2 separate regions of the Neogale vison genome follow, and region 1 is linked to region 2. The links are chromatin contacts, called in public Hi-C maps. All regions are on one chromosome and are shown on one strand. Each heading gives the region's core, a stretch centred on a gene start, on an enhancer-like site or on the middle of the called end of the contact. The rest is flanking DNA. Distances are from core to core; before and after follow the strand shown. Region 1 holds the start of DAO (D-amino-acid oxidase). Region 2 holds the start of ALKBH2 (DNA oxidative demethylase ALKBH2).

Region 1 (3,612 bases), core at 698-3,197, 140 kb after region 2:
TCTAAAGATGAGTTAGACATTGTCATGCAGACGGGGAAACTGAGGTCCGGAAAAGCGGAGGGACTCAACCAATGTTGTATTTGTGATAAAAGGGTTTGTGTGGTCTTGGGATGAAAAAGTCTCTGTAGGTTGAATTGGGAAAAGAACGGGCCATACAGAGACGGCAATAAGCCTGCTAGTTAGTATGTTCCAGTCACTGCACTAAGAACTTTATGTGCTTTTATCTGCTTTCATCCTCTGACAGCCCTCGGGATTATCATTATGCCCATTTTCCAGATGAAGCAAGTGAGGCTCAGACACCCATGAGCAGCAGAGCCTGTGTCCATAAACAACACCAAGAGAAGCTGACAAATCACACTATTTGATAAAACATTCGAGAGCTAAGCAGGTGAACATAAAGAGACAGTATTTCAGGGTCCTGCATTGAAAGAACCCATACCATACAACGTGCATGTGAATTCTTAGCGTGTTGCTGATAGGCACAGACTCGAGAAGGAGGGATGTGTTTCCTAAAGCCAATCATCTTCAACTGCGTGAATCTAATCTGATGCTGATTAGAGCAAATTGTGCGTGTGCTTTAAAGCACAATGTAAACGCGTGACGTTCTTCCACGAAGCAGAAGCCGAGCTGTAGGATCGGACAGACCCAGCCTCCAGTTAAAATCATTCATGCATGTGGATCATAAACTTGGGGACTGGCATGCACACGTCTCGACTGCTAGGTCAGCCATTTCTCGCTGTTGCTGGCGTTCCTGTTAGTGTGGCTTTTCCCGTGTCTTATGCCCTTACTTCAACCAAGCAGGCTCGGGATGGGGAGAGGGTACGTTCAGGAAGATGCCGAGGTTCTCACATTTTTCTGCATGTGTGTGTGTCATTATAATGTCTCTGTCAGCGTGGGGCGGGAGGGGAATTTTGGGCGTCTGCCCCTCGCCATGCACATGTAGGCTCAGTACAGATGGTCCTCTTGCTTCCTCCTCTCAACTGCTCTGGGAGGTTTTACAGACGTGGGGCTGAGATTCGGGGAGAGGAAGTCACTGCCAAAGTCACACAGCCAGTGTGGGACAGCACTGGGACCTGGACCCTGCTCTGGGCTTTCCACACCGTGCTAGGTAACTATTAACCAACAGGCGGTAAGGCGGTAAGTGGGCACCTGACGCTTTCTGCTTGCATTTTAGTCTCGTGTTTGTTTGCTTATAACCTCCCTTGTACCTCAAAAAGAATTTAGGGCAGCTTGTGCCTTTGATTGCTATTTGCGTGTAGCAAAAAAAAGAAAAAAAAAGAGAGAGAGAGAGAGAAAGAGAGACTTGTTACAAAAAAATCAGGCGAGGTATTTGACTGAACTAAATCAGGTTGTCCGATAAGGCTACTTCTTCTGCCGCTGATATTTTCACAATTTACCTTTAAAAGGAACAGATTCAATAAATGCTTGACAAACAGGCTACCAGCCCCCTGTCCCCAAATAATAATGACCATTTACTGAGTACTTGCTACATGCCCAGTTCTGTGCTAAGCTCTTTCTGTTCATCACCTCTTTTGATATTCAGACTAGCCCTATAAGAGGTGATTATGATCCCTGTCTTCCAGAGGAGAAGGAGATCTGGAGAGGTGAAGGCACCTGCCTAGCCACAGAGCTGTCGCCTGCCTTGGGCTCTGACATGGAGCCTTCTCCTTGGCGCTGGGAGGACTTTGAGTCCCGGGCACCGCCACCCCCACTCACCTGGATTTCCAGACTTCTGAAGAGACAGCTGCTGTAGACGCAGGATCTTATCTCCTGAGGGGAGCCTCCTGATTCTGGGGCGTCCTGTCCTCAGCCCTCTGCCCCCAAACTGGGACTGGAGCTCAGGGTCAAAATCTGGAGTTACGGACAGGGCACAGCAAGGGGCGGGGCTTGGCACTGTGCTGCTCACAGGCTGGGAGACCTCCCCTCCGCTCCCCTCCTTCTGGTCACTGAAAAGTTGCCTGACTTTTCTGGCTGATCCTAAGCCTCTGGGGACAGCCCTCGGTGGGGGGGGAGGGGGGAAGGGCGGGAGGGCTGATGGGGACAAGGAGGTCTGTCTCTCGGGCCAGCTGGAGACAATCCTTTCTTCCCTCTTCCTGCTGCCACCCTGGGGGAGGGGAGGGTTGTTCCCTGGGCCACTGTGAGCCTGGTCTGCCTGACAGCCCTGTGGGGAGGCCACAGATACAGGACAGGGCCTCCAAGCGGCCAGCCGGCCAGCCTAATGCCATTTTTGGATGCTGGATGCCTGAGGCCAAGAAGAGACTCAAGGCAACGCCTGTTTGGGCCATAAGGATGCGTGGCTCTTTGCTGCCGTATCCCAGAGACACGGGCGGCAGAACTCCAGGTCCCTCCTCTGCCAGGGCTAGACGTGGAGTTGTGATTATTGGAGCCAAAGGATTACTAGGTGCCTACTGTGTGGTTGGGGAGACTGAGGCCCAGAGACACGAACTAACCAGCCCCAAGTCAGGCATCCTTTGGGTCAGCTTTGAAGATCCAACCTCCACTTCCCTGTCTTCAGCATCATCGATAAACAAGTGAGGATAAAATAAGAAAATGCAGGGACGCCTGGGTGGCGCAGTTGGTTGGACGACTGCCTTCGGCTCAGGGCGTGATCCTGGAGTCCCGGGATCGAGTCCCACATCAGGCTCCCAGCTCCATGGGGAGTCTGCTTCGCTCTCTGACCTTCTCCTCGCTCATGCTCTCTCTCACACTCTCTCTGCCTCAAATAAATAAATAAAATCTTTAAAAAAAAAATAAGAAAATGCATAGAAAAAACATAGTGCATGGTATTTTTCAATAATAACTTTAATTTTTAAATTTTAAATTTTGTCTTTATTTGACAGAGATAGAGAAAGAGCAAGCATAAGCAGCGGGAGCAGGGGAGAGAGAAGCAGGCTCCCCACCGAGCAGGGAGTCTGATGCAGGGCTCCATCCCAGGACCCTAGGACCATGACTTGAGCCGAAGGCAGACACCCAACCAATGGAACCACCCAGGTGCCCCTTTTTTAATAATAATTTTTTAAAAGATGGAGTGAACTTTATTTTTTACTCTATATATTTCTATTTCAATTGAATTTTTAAAATAATAGTCATGTATCACTTTCATATCACATGACCTTGTGTCCCTAATTTCCTTTTGCCCCTAGTTCATCATGGGAATATTTTAAATTAACAGTTAATTTAAAGTTAACAGAAATTCACCAGAGAGCTTCACGTGCCCGCCGACTCTTATACCAGCAACGATTGTATATCTTATAAATTTCAGTATGCCAGTTTTATGTATTATTTTTTTTAAAGGGTTTCTTTTTAAGTGATCTCTACACAGGGCTCAAATTCCTAACCCTGAGATCTAGAGTCCTGTTCTCCTCCAACTGAGCCGGCCAGGAACCCCATGATGTGACAGTTTTAAATACTTTGCCTGGATTATCTCATTTTTTTTTAAGTTTATTTATGTATTTATTTGAGAGAGAGTGTTCACAAGCAAGAGCAAGAGCTGGGGGTCGGGGGCAAGGAAGAGGGAGACAGAGAGGCAGACTCCTCGCTGAGTAGGGAGCCTGATACTGGGCTTGATCCCAGGACCCCGGGACCATGACCCAAGCCAAAAGCAGATGCTTA
Region 2 (3,300 bases), core at 176-2,675:
CCCAAGTGCAATTAAAATCTGCATTCAGGAAAGCTTATACCAGAATGGATACAGTGACTTCATTTGTAATTGCACTGAGCTAGAAACAACTTAAAGGCCCCTCAGCTGGGGTGGGGTGATCAGGTAAACAAATCCTAGGGTATCCATACCACACAGTGCTACTGAGCCATAAAAGAAACAACCGAAACAAACAAGGGTACATCCTAAAAGCATTAAGCTGAAAGAATGGCCAGACACCAAAGGCTATCTATGATTTCATTCATAAATTCTAGAAAAGAGGCACCTGGATGACTCAGTAGGTTGTGTCTGCCTTGGGCTCAGGTCATGACCTTGGGGTCCTGGCCTCCAGGCCCACATCCGGCTTCCTATCAGCAGGGAGCCTGCTTCTCCCTCTCCCTCTGCCTGCTGTTCCCCCTGCTTGTGCTCTCTCTCAAATAAATAAAATCTTTTTTTTTTTTTTTAATTCTGGAAAAGACAGAGTATAAGGACTGGAAACTGCTGGTTGCCAGGGGTGGGGTGGTGGGGGGCTGTGGCATCGGACAAGGGCGAGTTTCTAACCAAGAGGCTTGGGAGAATTTTGTGGGGTGACAGAACCGTTGTGGATCTTGATTGTGGTGGTGGTCACACAACTCTGTACTTTGACCAAAATCTGGAACTGTGCACTAAGAAGATTCAAAACACAGGTCCCGAATCCCACGGAACTTTCATTGCACTGGGGGAGACAGAGAATCATCAAAAATGAGGAGCGATGGGGCGCCTGGGTGGCTCAGTGGGTTAAGCCGCTGCCTTCGGCTCAGGTCATGATCTCAGGGTCCTGGGATGGAGTCCCGCATTGGGCTCTCTGCTCAGCAGGGAGCCTGCTTCCTCCTCTCTCTCTGCCTGCCTCTCTGCCTACTTGTGATCTCTCTCTGTCAAATAAATAAAATCTTTAAAAAAAAAAAAAATGAGGAGCGATGACAGAACCTGACATTTATTTGGAACGCAGAGGCATTCCTCATGGGTCCTGCCATCTAATCCTCACAGGGCTCTCGCGGTGGAGGTTTCATAGCCCTCACTGTGCAGGTGAAGCTACAAGGGACCTGCAGGAACCACAGCCAGAGTGGTGGAGACGAATGCGGAAGCCATGGGGTCATGCTCCCACCAGGCGGCCCACCTCCCAGTCTGGACGCCCACCGAATCCCCAGGGGGAGGCGACCGGGAACAACAGCCCCCAAACCACAGAGGATCCTCCCAGGGCAGGCACCGAGCAGCTGGGCAGAAAACCCTCAGGTCCTGCAGCGCGTCCAGGAGGCCAACAGGTGGCGCTAAGGGAGCAGCTCATCACACTGCTTCCGCCTAAGTGCCTACATTTCCCAGCGGGCCTCGGAAATCTACCCGGAAGTGACTTTACGGCCCCGGTGTTATCTTTTTCCCGCCGGCCCCGCCTCCGGTGTTTGTAGGGTCTGGGGGCGGCGCTGCTCCTGTCTTGGGTGTCAGGGCCCCCCACCCCGCCCAGAACGTCGTCACAGTTCTTATTTTCTATCGGAGTTTGATGTGCGTATGACCACGTGTAACTGTTTTGCGTTCAGATTCTGAGTCCTGGCCATTTGAAGATCACTATACTTACCTAAGAGGATACTGGCGTGGGAGGCCGGTCGGTAGCGAGCGAAAAGGAGACCGAGAATCTCCTCTGGGTGACTTTGGGCAAACCCCCTTCCCTTCTCCAGGCGTGCCAGGCTGGGCTTTCTTGAAAAGATCAGGTGCTTTGGGATGGAATGCTCGCATTTGGGGTTTTGCAAGCCTGCGGGCTGATTGTGATGCATAGCTAGGTGTGAGGGGACCCAGGACATCCTGAGGGCCCCTTCAGACTTCAACATACTCTGCTTCCTTTCTAGGACATGGTGTTAAAAGTGGGAACTTGAAAACACCGAGGAGAATTCTGTAGGACCATTTGGCCAACAAGCCAAACTTTCCAAACATCTGGGCCAGAGTCTGTCCCATCTCTCTCTGCCCTGCCGCTGGCTCCCAGATCTTTGCTTTGTGGAGACAGAATGGACAGATTCCTGGTGAAGGGGGGATTAGGGGGCCTTTTGGGAAAGAGGGAGCCAGAGGAGAGCAGAGAAGGCCCAGCAGGGCTGAGAGAAGACAAGGAGAGCAGCAGGAAAAGGTCCAGGACAGAAACCCCAGGGAATGCAGGCCACTCAGCGGGCCCCAGCTGGCGGCACATCCGAGCTGAGGGCCTGAGTTGTGATTACACAGTCCTGTTTGGCAAAACCGAAGCAGACAAGATTTTCCAGGAGCTGGAGCAAGAAGTGGAATATTTTACAGGTAAGCCGAGGACTTGCAGGGTGTGCGTGTTGAAGACTTGTTTTGAAAAAAACTAGTGTTTTGTGTTTGGAGAAATCTGAACTCAGGAGCCATTAATTGCTGGTGACTTCATTAACTGATTCAACACATACTCTCTGGGCATCTCTGCTCCAGGCACCACGTTGGGCACTTGGCATACAAACTGGAGAAAAGATTGCTTGCCTACTAGGAGCTGACAGACTTGAGAGTGATTTGCCACCTGGCTGTCATTAGAATCAGCTGGGAAAGTTAAAAAACAACAACAACAACAAAAAAGATGCTGGGTTCTATGCGAGACCAGCTGAATCAGAGTAGCTGGGTGGTGGGGGGAGGGGTGTACAGCCTGGGCATCAGTGTTTTTAGAAAGCCTCCAGGTGACTGTAAAGTGCAGCTGGTCTAGTAGGAGAGACAGCATAAAGCCAGGTAATTCCCCCACAGGGGGGTTCTTGGCATCACCACCAACACTCCCACCTCCGCTCGAGGCCAGGGGTGGGGAAGGGGAGACCTTGTTGCTTCTGAGAACTGGGATCACCTGACCCCTCCCCACCAGTCTAGTAGTTGTTCCCAGGTGCTGCTGATGCTGTTGGTTCTCTTGGTCCAGGAACACACATGGAGAACTCCTGAAAGGTGGCAGAGCACGTAGAGGCAGAGAAAAAGGCCATGCGAGGGGCACTTGGGTGGCTCAGTGGGTTAAGCCTCTGCCTTCGGCTCAGGTCATGGTCTCAGGGTCCTGGAATCCAGCCCTGCATGGGGCTCTCTGCAGAGAAGGGAGCCTGCTTCCCTCTCTCTCTCTCTGCCTGCCTCTCTGCCTACTTGTGATCGCTCTGTCAAATAAAATCTTTTAAAAAGAAAAAGCCCACAGAAGACCCCTCCCAGTCTGCAGCCTTCACTGTGTTAGCTTCATCTCTTGGGGACCCCACACCCTTAGTCCCCACGGTTGGCAGAATCACCCTAGCGTGTAGCCTGACCTCAGCT

Evidence for each region. Hi-C and Micro-C count contacts between places; a contact is called where the count stands out from the background.
Region 1: a contact with region 2 is called in a Hi-C map of muscle, with 5 times the contacts expected there. The contact joins the promoter of DAO here to the promoter of ALKBH2 in region 2. A contact is called at or near these places in 2 of 3 Hi-C or Micro-C datasets (fibroblasts and muscle).

The regions. Positions count from the first base shown.
Region 1 is chr3:224,393,569-224,397,180 of ASM_NN_V1, forward strand. DAO (D-amino-acid oxidase) reads right to left here and starts at 1,948. Exons shown (of 11, transcript XM_044244100.1): 1 at 1,717-1,948.
Region 2 is chr3:224,250,907-224,254,206 of ASM_NN_V1, forward strand. ALKBH2 (DNA oxidative demethylase ALKBH2) reads left to right here and starts at 1,426. Exons shown (of 4, transcript XM_044244097.1): 1 at 1,426-1,533; 2 at 1,875-2,307. The coding sequence starts at 2,031.